2 separate regions of the Drosophila melanogaster genome follow, and region 2 is linked to region 1. Evidence: chromatin contacts called from public Hi-C data. All regions are on one chromosome and are shown on one strand. The core of a region is the stretch at or near the end of the contact, and the rest is flanking DNA. Distances in the headings are between cores, read along the strand shown. Region 1 holds the start of smo (smoothened). Region 2 holds the start of ebi.

Region 1 (4,723 bases), core at 1,286-3,785:
ACACTTTCTGCAAAGGTTATAAAATCGATAGTACAGATAACTTTAATGCAACTTTTGGTAGGATGGTAAAACATACTTCCTTATATAACGCTTCCAAGTCTCAATTGAAGAAGGTGTCCAGCACCAGGTGGACATTACGATTCCAGAGCTAAATAGACACAGCAAATGCAATTGAAGAACGCCAACACTAGGTCGGTTTTCAATTCGACAGGAACTCTTTTCTTCAAAAACTGAAGAAATTTTGCAGCTAAACAAAAGAATTATCTAGTTGAGGCGTATGGAAAAAGTTATAAACGAGTATTTACACTTACATTATAAACTGTCTGAAGCTCTGGGCCCATTCGTCTGCATGCCTAAACTCCGTAACGTGGCACGCAATGGCCACTAGTATGAAAACTAAAGTGAGCAGAGCACAGACTCCCATGCGCATGATGATCAAATGGATTTTGTTGCTCGCCGAAGTTGATTTAATGTCATTAGCGAAGTGTTTCAGTCCAAAAAGCATCACCATGCCGCGGGTGATGAAGTATCCACCAATGAGGATGACCCCGCAGAGCGGACCAAGAAGTAGTCCTGCCCTCATAGAATGATTGATATAGCCTACGAAGCAGATGCCCACAATACTATTTCCATCCACCTCACTGAAAGCCATCGTGGTAATGGTAAGCACAAGGGGTAGTGACCACGCCACGAGGTGAAAGTAGGAACCTTTCTTATCTATCCGATCTTGGACGTGGCCCATGGCCCTCCAATGCCAGGCGTAGGTGAGGAACACAAACCAAACCATTCCAGCGGTGAGAAAATAATAGACCAGCACAAAGATCACTATGCAAGAAAGATTTTCACCGGCTGTAGGCTCTGAGTGGCGAAGTGTTCCATCCTTACGACATACTATGTCCTCTCGCGAGCCAGAAGTAAACTGAAGCAACCAGCTGCATAGTAAATACGTGGTTGATTAAGAATACAAATGCAAAATAGTGCTCAAAACTTACCCGACGCAAGCAATTAGAAAGCAAAGATTTATGTAGAACACAATTACTGCCGGATACTTGTTGGCATTCTTCCAGTCGATGAAGAAGGTGGACACCACGAAAAGGTTAGACAGAAGACATATGCTGCCAGCCCATCCGATCAGTTTGTGGATCTGCCGATGCTCATCATCGGTATAGAGTGGATCCTTGCATCGCACGCCGCAGCCCTCGATGCCAGGATAATAGCTGGCTGACGTATCTGTCGGAACCAAAGGACTTAAACACTGGCCAGTTCCGTTGAATTTCATTCCTCGTGCTCCGTTTGTGCATTTCGTCGGAAAGAGTGTTTCGTTGCAGCGAAGGAATTTTGGGAAAAACGTCGTGTTGTACAAAATGCGACAGGGTTCCATGGTAATTCGGCACATCTCGTAAGATGGCAGGTAGACCATGTCCTCGCCGTTGATTTTTTCACACTTCGGCTTAAAGACGGCGCACAAAAAGGGCTATAAACATGTAAAAATGGGTGTGTTGAGCTAATCCGGAATATTGAAGAAATGGATTTGAAATACTATAATATCTACAGAAAACCTTGAGCCACAACTGAATATGTATATATATCTGAATCTTCCCAAGATAAAGCAATTCACATATTACTTTCACTGCTTGAACACAAAGCGTAATTAAGTAATCACAGTTGTGCGCTTAACTTGTTTCTAATGCACCTCCTTATCAGAAAATAATGCGACAATCTGTATTTTCATACAGACTCGGCCCCACCTTTTGAAATCATTAGGTACATTAGATGTTATTAAGATTCCTCACCTGTATAGCTGCCCAACATTTGGGCACGTGCTTCAGGGCATAGTAGTCGTTCAGCTTATCGTTCAGCTCCTTTTCGGTGTGGAAGTCGGTGAGATCTAGGCTGCTCAGCTCATAGGGCAATTTTGAGCCGAAACAGGTGTTGGTTGCGTTCGAGGTGGGGTAGCAACGGGCACGTCGGACACACTGGATGTGCCTGCTGTCTAGGCCATCAAACCAGGGTTTGTCGTCCCTGCCCTTCTTGGCGTACAGTCGGTAATTGAGAGTCCCATTGATGGGCTCCAGTTCCACATCCGACTGCTGCGCACTTGCGGGCGTTGTGCTGCCGAACTTGGCCGAACTGGCCGATGCGTCTGCGACCACCCACAGGCATAAGATCGCAACCTCCAGGAACATCCTGCGGTTTGTAAATAACCAAGTTATTTTAATTGCCCACACCATTTGCCAGAGGCGAGTCACTCACATAATGTTTGGCATGCGCGGAAAGTTTAAGTACTGCATCCGCTTATAAAAATCATTAAATAGCTGCCTTGTGTGAATTTTAATGGGCTGAATGCCCGTTTCTTGCTCAGCGGTTCGTCAGTGCATCGTGAAGGCGCTTTCGTTGGACTCGGGATATCCTGGTTTAATTGTTCCCTTTGAAGGATTGCAGTGTTTTTAAAAAAGAGAAAAAAAAAACAAGAACCAAGGAGGAAAACAAAAATAAACGCGACTCAACGTGAAGCTGAAGCAACAAATGTGCGACCATTCAGGGCCAGTTTAAATATACCCATGTTATCGGTCAGCGAGATTTGCATGTTATCGGTCGGCATCGGTTATTATCGGTCATAGCTGCAACAAGTCGAATGATATGCAAACAAATCGGATTTATTTTGTTCGATCGTAACATAAGATAACATCAACATAAAATAAGAAATATGATCATATGTAGAAATGCATCAGCAAACGAAAAAGGTGTTCCCCGCAACATTTTGACTATATGGCAATGCTGGCCGCTGGCTTATTTATTTATGCCATGCGCTCGACGGTCACACTGGGTGCGGAGTATCGATAACACCGCGATAGTAGCGCACCAAGCATCGATGTAGTTTTTACATCCCTATTCTGCAATATTATTTCACGGCACGGTCCAAAAACACGGATAACAGGGCTTGGTTGGAGTCGCGCAAACGCAAATAGAAGCCATGGACGTTGCCCCCGCACCGCCCGCCAGTTCCGGCGGCGATCATAGCACCCAGCAGGCGCCGATCAGTCCGAATCAAAATGCAAACCAAGCGCCGGTCGCACTCGCAAAGGCAACAACAATCGAAAATGGTGTACAAACAGGAGGAGCGAAAAAGCCAGAGAGCTGCGGTGAGAAAGCCCCCGGTTAGCAAACTTGCTCGAAGCTAGTCTAGTTTCCTGGTTAACGTTTACCTTTTAGCCGTAGAGCCGACACATTCCACTGATGCTAGCCAGAAGGACGACGACGAGGGCAAGCCGAAGACCGAGCTGGCTGACAAAGTATTGATTACCATATGCAGCGCCGATCGCAAGATCAAGAAGACCTTCATGTCGTTGCCCACTCGAAAGGATGTAATCGACAAAGGTAAGGAACGTCCGACGAATTGGGTATCTATTCATCCAGTATTCCGAATGAACGTTGCCCAGTTGGAAGTTATTAACCAGTAGACAGTCTTTAATAAGAATCTATTGGGTTTAAGCTTAGAGCATTTCTGCATTTAAAAATATAAATTTGATCAATGGGTGATATATTTATCTAGGATAGAAATTAAATAATTGTACATATTTTATTTAATTTATATCAATAATATATTTGTATTCGGTAGCTCACAAATACGGCCTGTGCGGCAACACAATTGTCCTGGAGAGCAACGGCTGCGAGATCTGCGAGGACGACGTGCTCTTGTTCGCTGCCAAGGAGAAGATTCTGTTGATGCTCCTCGCCGAGTCGGAGGAGTATGTGGTGCTTCCTCCGCCATCGCCCCTCAACCGATCCGAACGCGCCGGCAGCTCGGTGGATCCCAGCTTCTATGCCAACAACAGTATTGTGTCGAACCCGAACGATTCGACGGTCTCTAATGACGAAACCATGTCACTGTCCAGCGTAACGCCATCAAGTGCAAAGAGTTCTGCTCTATTCAAGGAGTTCTCGATACCCTGGAGCAAGGTGCCTGGGGACATAATGAAACTACTAAAGGGAAAGGGGAGTTTGGGCAAGCGGTTGAATACACTTGCGAATGTTTTGGTGGAGGCTCTCCGTGAAATATCCGCCCACATTCCCATACGGATTTTCCGGCAGGTCGCCCAACAGGCGGCTGAAAAGTACCCCGACTCCTTACTCGAAAAAGACCGCGAGGGACAGTTTATAGCCACCACTCCGCAATCGCTCATATCCAAGATGATCAACCGTAACAATGCCCTAAACAAACCCCAGAAACGCGGCAGCTCGGGAACCTTTGAGATCCACATCCCTAATAAAAAACGAAAATTCGGAGGTGGTGCTTCCAATGGTGATGCAAAATCGCTGGCTCTTAACAGGGATCTGGAGCACAAAAAGGAGTTACTAATCTCCAGCTACCGAGGCAGTTCCCCACTGGAACAGTCCGTCATAATCGAATATATGAAAGAGTGCTTTCCGTTGCAGCGCTCCTTTTTTAATAACAGCGAAAAGATCCCAGATATAACGGCCATTAAGGACAATTGGCCATATATTTTTGACAAGGCTGTGCTGTACCAGCACTTTGAGCTGCTTATGTCCATCGATCCCCGGGCTCTAGAGAAGCGCTTGGCTACCGAAAAGGATCGCTTTTTCAGGTTCTTTAAGAGTTCAAAGAACAAGAAGATCAGCTCTTTGGACGAGACCAACGCTAATTTCCTGCGTGGCATAGCGTACTATTTTAATGAGGATCCCGACTACATTTTCAAGCACC
Region 2 (4,723 bases), core at 962-3,461, 140 kb before region 1:
TATCGTATAGATCTCCTTTGAGTGAGCCTGCAGATCGTGGCAGCAACGATCTCGGTTCATGCTCCAGATCTTGAGGGTCATGTCATCAGAGCAGGACGCCAGCAGTTGGCCCTGCGGACACCACTTGATTGCATTCACCTCGTTTGTGTGTCCTTTAAAGGTCTTGATGGGTTCATTTACACCCAACCGGCACACATGTATCCGCTGATCCGTACTGCAAGAGGCAAAGGCCTGGTTTGTCTGCCAGTCCACATCCAAGGCTGGAGCACTGTGAAAGGCAAATTGCTGGGTGCATTGGCCCGTGGATGCGTCCCAGATGATCGTCGTCTTGTCCACGCCAGCCGAGAGGATGTAGTTGCCGCACTTGTTCCACTTCAGAGCAAAGATCGGACCCTTGTGTTGTCCCAAAGTAGAAGCAAGTCGACCGTCGGTTTTCCAAATTCGGGCGTAACCATCGTAGCTGCCGGTGGCGAGCAAGGAACCATCGCACTGCAAAAACGAGAATAGATTAAGTAAGGATCAGAAATCAAACTTTGCAAGGCTTAAGTGCCAAGATCTTCGACTTACATTCCAGTCCAGAGAGGTGACGTCCTTGTTGCTAGGCACCTCAGCGCCGCCTTTCTGGATGCAGTGGCGCAGCACCAACTGGTTGGAGTTAGTGTTTGCATCGGACATGTCCCATATCCTAGCAGTGCTGTCTCCCGAACCGCTTGCCAGTAAATCCCGGCTAGGATTCCATGCGCAGATAAACACCTCGCTTTCGTGGCCGCGTAATACACGAGCCTTGGATTCGGGTATTTCGATGTTCTCGTCAATGTCCATGGGAACAAGAGCTGCGGGAGTCCCAGCACCTCCGCTGGTAGACGAGGAGATGGTTCCACTGGGAGCAGAGCTTTGAGCATTGGACGAACCAGACTGCACGTTGTTTCCTTGGGCTCCTACGCGAATCGTAACCGCTCCACTTGGCGCCTTTGATCCTGTTGCAGTCGAAGCTCCGCCCGATGCTGCTGCGTCCGGATTGGAGGTTGATACAGTTCCACCAGCGGGCGTCAGCCCGCTTGTAGGTTGTTCTACGCTGCTGGAAGTGCTGCTATTGCCATTTGTGGATGTTGAGGAGGCTGCATCATCGGTACTGGTAGCATTTGCATTGCCTGCATTGCCACTAGATGAGCTTCCCGCTTCATTCGAGTTCTGGGATTTCTTTTGACTTGCCCCAGGTGCTGCCAAATCTCCACCAGCTGGTGTGCTTGTGCTATTAGATCCTCCAGTACTGGCCTGGTTCCCTCCAGCTCCATTGTTTCCGGCGTATGTGCCGCCAGCATTATTTGCCGCATTTCCACTGGAGTCTACCTCGCTTGCCGACTGATCGGTTGGTGTGCTTGTGCCCGTGGTGCTGCCAGCAATTTTGTTTCCACCTGCTGAGCCCGCCACTCCGGTACCCGGTTCTATTTTTATCTCAGGCTTGGCATTGTTGTTCTGGTTGCCACCGGCAGGGGCAGAAGAGTCGACTGCCCCGGGTTTTCCCGGCTCTGTTTTCACAATGGGCTTGAGTGGCTTCACCTCCGGCATGACAGCGTCTATTAGAGAGAGTCCTTCAATGGGTCGCGCCACCTCGCCGTCTTCGCCTACGCTCCACTCCACTTCAGTGTACAGAAGACCCTTCTGCAGGATGGTGAGCAAAGCGGCAGGTGGAACCAATGCGCCATTGATATTACTTTGCGAGATGTGTGACTCAATGCCAAACACGTAGGCCGAGTGCAGAAAGCCTAGAAAACGGGATTGCATGAGATTAGGGCGGGCTGTTATCTTGCGATTGGAGGGTTTTACTCACCCGACTCCTGCAGGTATCGGTAAACCAGAAAGTTCACCTCGTCGCTGGAAAAACTCATGACGGAACGCGGTTGGCTCCTTCTCCTACTACTAGCGCACTCCAAAATCCACTCCTATCTCCAATGCCAATTATGTTTTTACGGTGCGAAAATCGGAACTGTGCTGCGTAACACATGCGTCTGCATTCGGCACGCTTATCACTTCGGCGCAAGCCACGGTATCCGGTGCTACTCCTGGTACTTGGATCGATCTGGTCGGTCCTGTGTTTTCAATTCTGCCAGTTTGCTGCTTGCCGCAAGAGCACTTCACATATTTTTTCCACAAATAAAACCGAGGGATCGAAAACGCGTTTCTGAAACGCGCAAAAAAATGGCGGAGTAATCTCAAGGTGTGCGCTGCGAGAGGTTGCGCAGCCTTGTGTTTTGTGACGTCACAAGTTTTGACAACAACTTAATCAAATTTGAGTCATATTTTTGTATTGCACCAAGCGTTACCTTAAAGGATAGAACGGAAATTTATTAGCCATAAAAACAATTAAGAAGATATTTTTGGATTTCTGCTTGGAGCAAAAGGTAAAAAATTCTTAAAGCGAATTGTCGTCTCTCTTCGTCCATCCCTGTGTACCCATCCCTCGAAGTAATCATTGTATTTCAACCCAACGCTCTACTGGTCACACCAATCGTTCCACCCGCGCCCGCTAGATGGCTCCACTCTTAGGCAGCGAGAGCGAAGAAAAATCAATAGAAATTTTCATTTTAGTGAATTGCCCTGCACTTGGTAATAGTTAACAAACAAATTAGCGGCAAATCAGCGAGGCGAAGCTCCAGCGAGTTGGAGTTCCATAAAGTGCAACACGCAGGGTCAAACATTCCGCAGCCAACACCCCGGATTCCGATTCCAAGCGAAGCCAACTTCAGAAGTCAGAGATTACTCTCTCTGCTCCGCCACAGAAATTCCGCAACGCTAACCGATTTTGTCCGCTGGCGAGTAAAAAAAATCGGAAAAGTAAGCTCAAAAAAAAAGAACAGCTAACATACGCCCATTAATGTTTTTGGAGGCTTCTTCGGTGCTTTTTTTTTTGGGCAAAACGCCCTCGTCATCCAGCGGTGAAAAAAGTGACGTGACATGAAAGCAAAGAAAGAAGAGAACCGAAGAGCGCAGTGAAAAACAGAAAATAAAACGAAACGGAAAGCAAAGTAAAAAGTATACTACAGAAACAAAAGCCGGTGGTCGCGCAAATCCAAATAATAATGCCCAAGTGCACATCGACTTCGCCAGGCGATAAAAAGTGGGCGAGCGAGGTCACAGAATCTTTATCAACGGGCAAAACGCTGCCAAGTTGAAAATAAATCGGTTGCCAAAAATGCGGGGGTACACTCTACTTCCACCAGAAAATGTCAAAGTTCGCCAGCCATTGGGTGCACTGGCCGGAAAATCAATCACGTAGTCCACTATTTACCGTTTAAAAGTTCTGAGTTTATTAAACATTGGATTTTTTATACATATAAATCGTTATCAGCGCTTGATGCTCAGTGAAATGTGTGGTGCATACATATTTTGTGGCGTTTTCGTTATCAAAAGTAAAACTGCAATACGGACTTTCAAAATAGAAGCTGTATCAATGTGTTGGCATGCACAATAAGCTACTCCCTGGCTAAATACAAATTGTTATCCAAAATACCTTTTGTTTGAATAATATACGTTTGTTAACACAAATACTAAAACGTAATCATAATACTAAGTTTTCCCATTCCCACAACCCACAATAAATAGAGTATCGTTTCCCCTTTCAGGTCCCAAGGAACGGCCGAGATCCAATCGAAGTAAAAAGAGCTTTGCAGAACCAGAGCGGAGAGCAACTATATATCTTAGGGTCCGACGTCGAGTTCGAGCGATAAGAACGCCTCGAGACTCGGCCGCCATCCATTGACGATTTTCTTGCGCCCCCAGTTTGCATAAAACCAGCGAAAATTAACAAGCTAACTACCATGGCGCCGGTGCGGGGGGATGGCATGAGAGGCCTGGCCGTCTTTATATCGGATATAAGGAACTGTAAGTGCAGATCTCTTGGGTAACCAGCATTAAATCCAATTGAGCGGGTCGCAACAAGAGATTTTCCATAGGGGCGGAATCAGCGCCATTACTTGATCAATTACCAGGAGCAGCGCACTGACAAAAACGTGGGGCGGTACAAAAACGCAGGAACAGTAAGCTCTCTGCCAGATGAATTACAAAATATTGGCTACTTTTCTTCTCCATTCCTATGTAAATGTTTTCGTAGTCGTTACATTAGAAAGATATGAGAAAGTTATATATATAGTTATATATATGGGTACAACACAGCAAATAGTTATATCAATGTGAATCGGTTGCCTCTCAGTATTAATAAATACTTACAATTTTGATAGTTTGATGACTTACTGTAGTACTTCGAAGCGTGCATATGTGTGTGCGCAAGAGTCCGACGCTTCACTGTATGGTATTATTATCACAGCTCGTTGTTTGCTGTATGCTCGGTTACTAGTTTCTGGTTTGTGGACAACATATAGGAGAGCAGAGGTTCCGCTGCGGATCGGTGACTGGTACTAATTGACGCCTATGTGAATCGGAGAAAATCCGCGACATGGAGAGAGCTGAAGGGTGTGAAGTCGTCTCTCCGATCGATCAATCGCGGGGTGGAAAGGAAAGCGAAGCTTCCGCAGACGAATCACTGTTGTTTTACTGTGAATCTCCCTTATACCCGCATAAGACACAAATTTCTATACTAATATTCACCCATTTGCCCACAGGCAAAAGCAAAGAGGCCGAAGTCAAACGCATAAACAAGGAGTTGGCCAATATACGAAGCAAATTTAAAGGAGACAAAACCCTCGACGGCTATCAGAAAAAGAAA

The links. A called contact is a pair of places that touch in the nucleus more often than the background predicts.
Region 2: a contact with region 1 is called in a Hi-C map of the Kc167 cell line, with 1.8 times the contacts expected there. The contact joins the promoter of ebi here to the promoter of smo in region 1. A contact is called at or near these places in 21 of 107 Hi-C or Micro-C datasets (the D17-c3 cell line, the Kc167 cell line, the ML-DmBG3-c2 cell line and 8 more) and 3 of 6 datasets of contacts at active chromatin or transcription factors (the Kc167 cell line and the S2 cell line).

The regions. Positions count from the first base shown.
Region 1 is chr2L:275,394-280,116 of dm6, reverse strand. It overlaps smo (smoothened), which reads right to left and starts at 2,535. Exons shown (of 6, transcript NM_078719.4): 1 at 2,254-2,535; 2 at 1,794-2,187; 3 at 993-1,474; 4 at 312-932; 5 at 77-247; 6 at 1-7. The coding sequence starts at 2,291. CG17078 reads left to right here and starts at 1,883. Exons shown (of 4, transcript NM_001272883.2): 1 at 1,883-3,158; 2 at 3,214-3,378; 3 at 3,620-4,723. The coding sequence starts at 2,975.
Region 2 is chr2L:412,555-417,277 of dm6, reverse strand. It overlaps ebi, which reads right to left and starts at 2,211. Exons shown (of 3, transcript NM_057981.4): 1 at 1,832-2,211; 2 at 568-1,766; 3 at 1-489. The coding sequence starts at 1,889. It overlaps AP-2alpha (Adaptor Protein complex 2, alpha subunit), which reads left to right and starts at 2,501. Exons shown (of 9, transcript NM_057471.6): 1 at 2,501-2,835; 2 at 3,624-3,882; 3 at 4,620-4,723. The coding sequence starts at 3,819.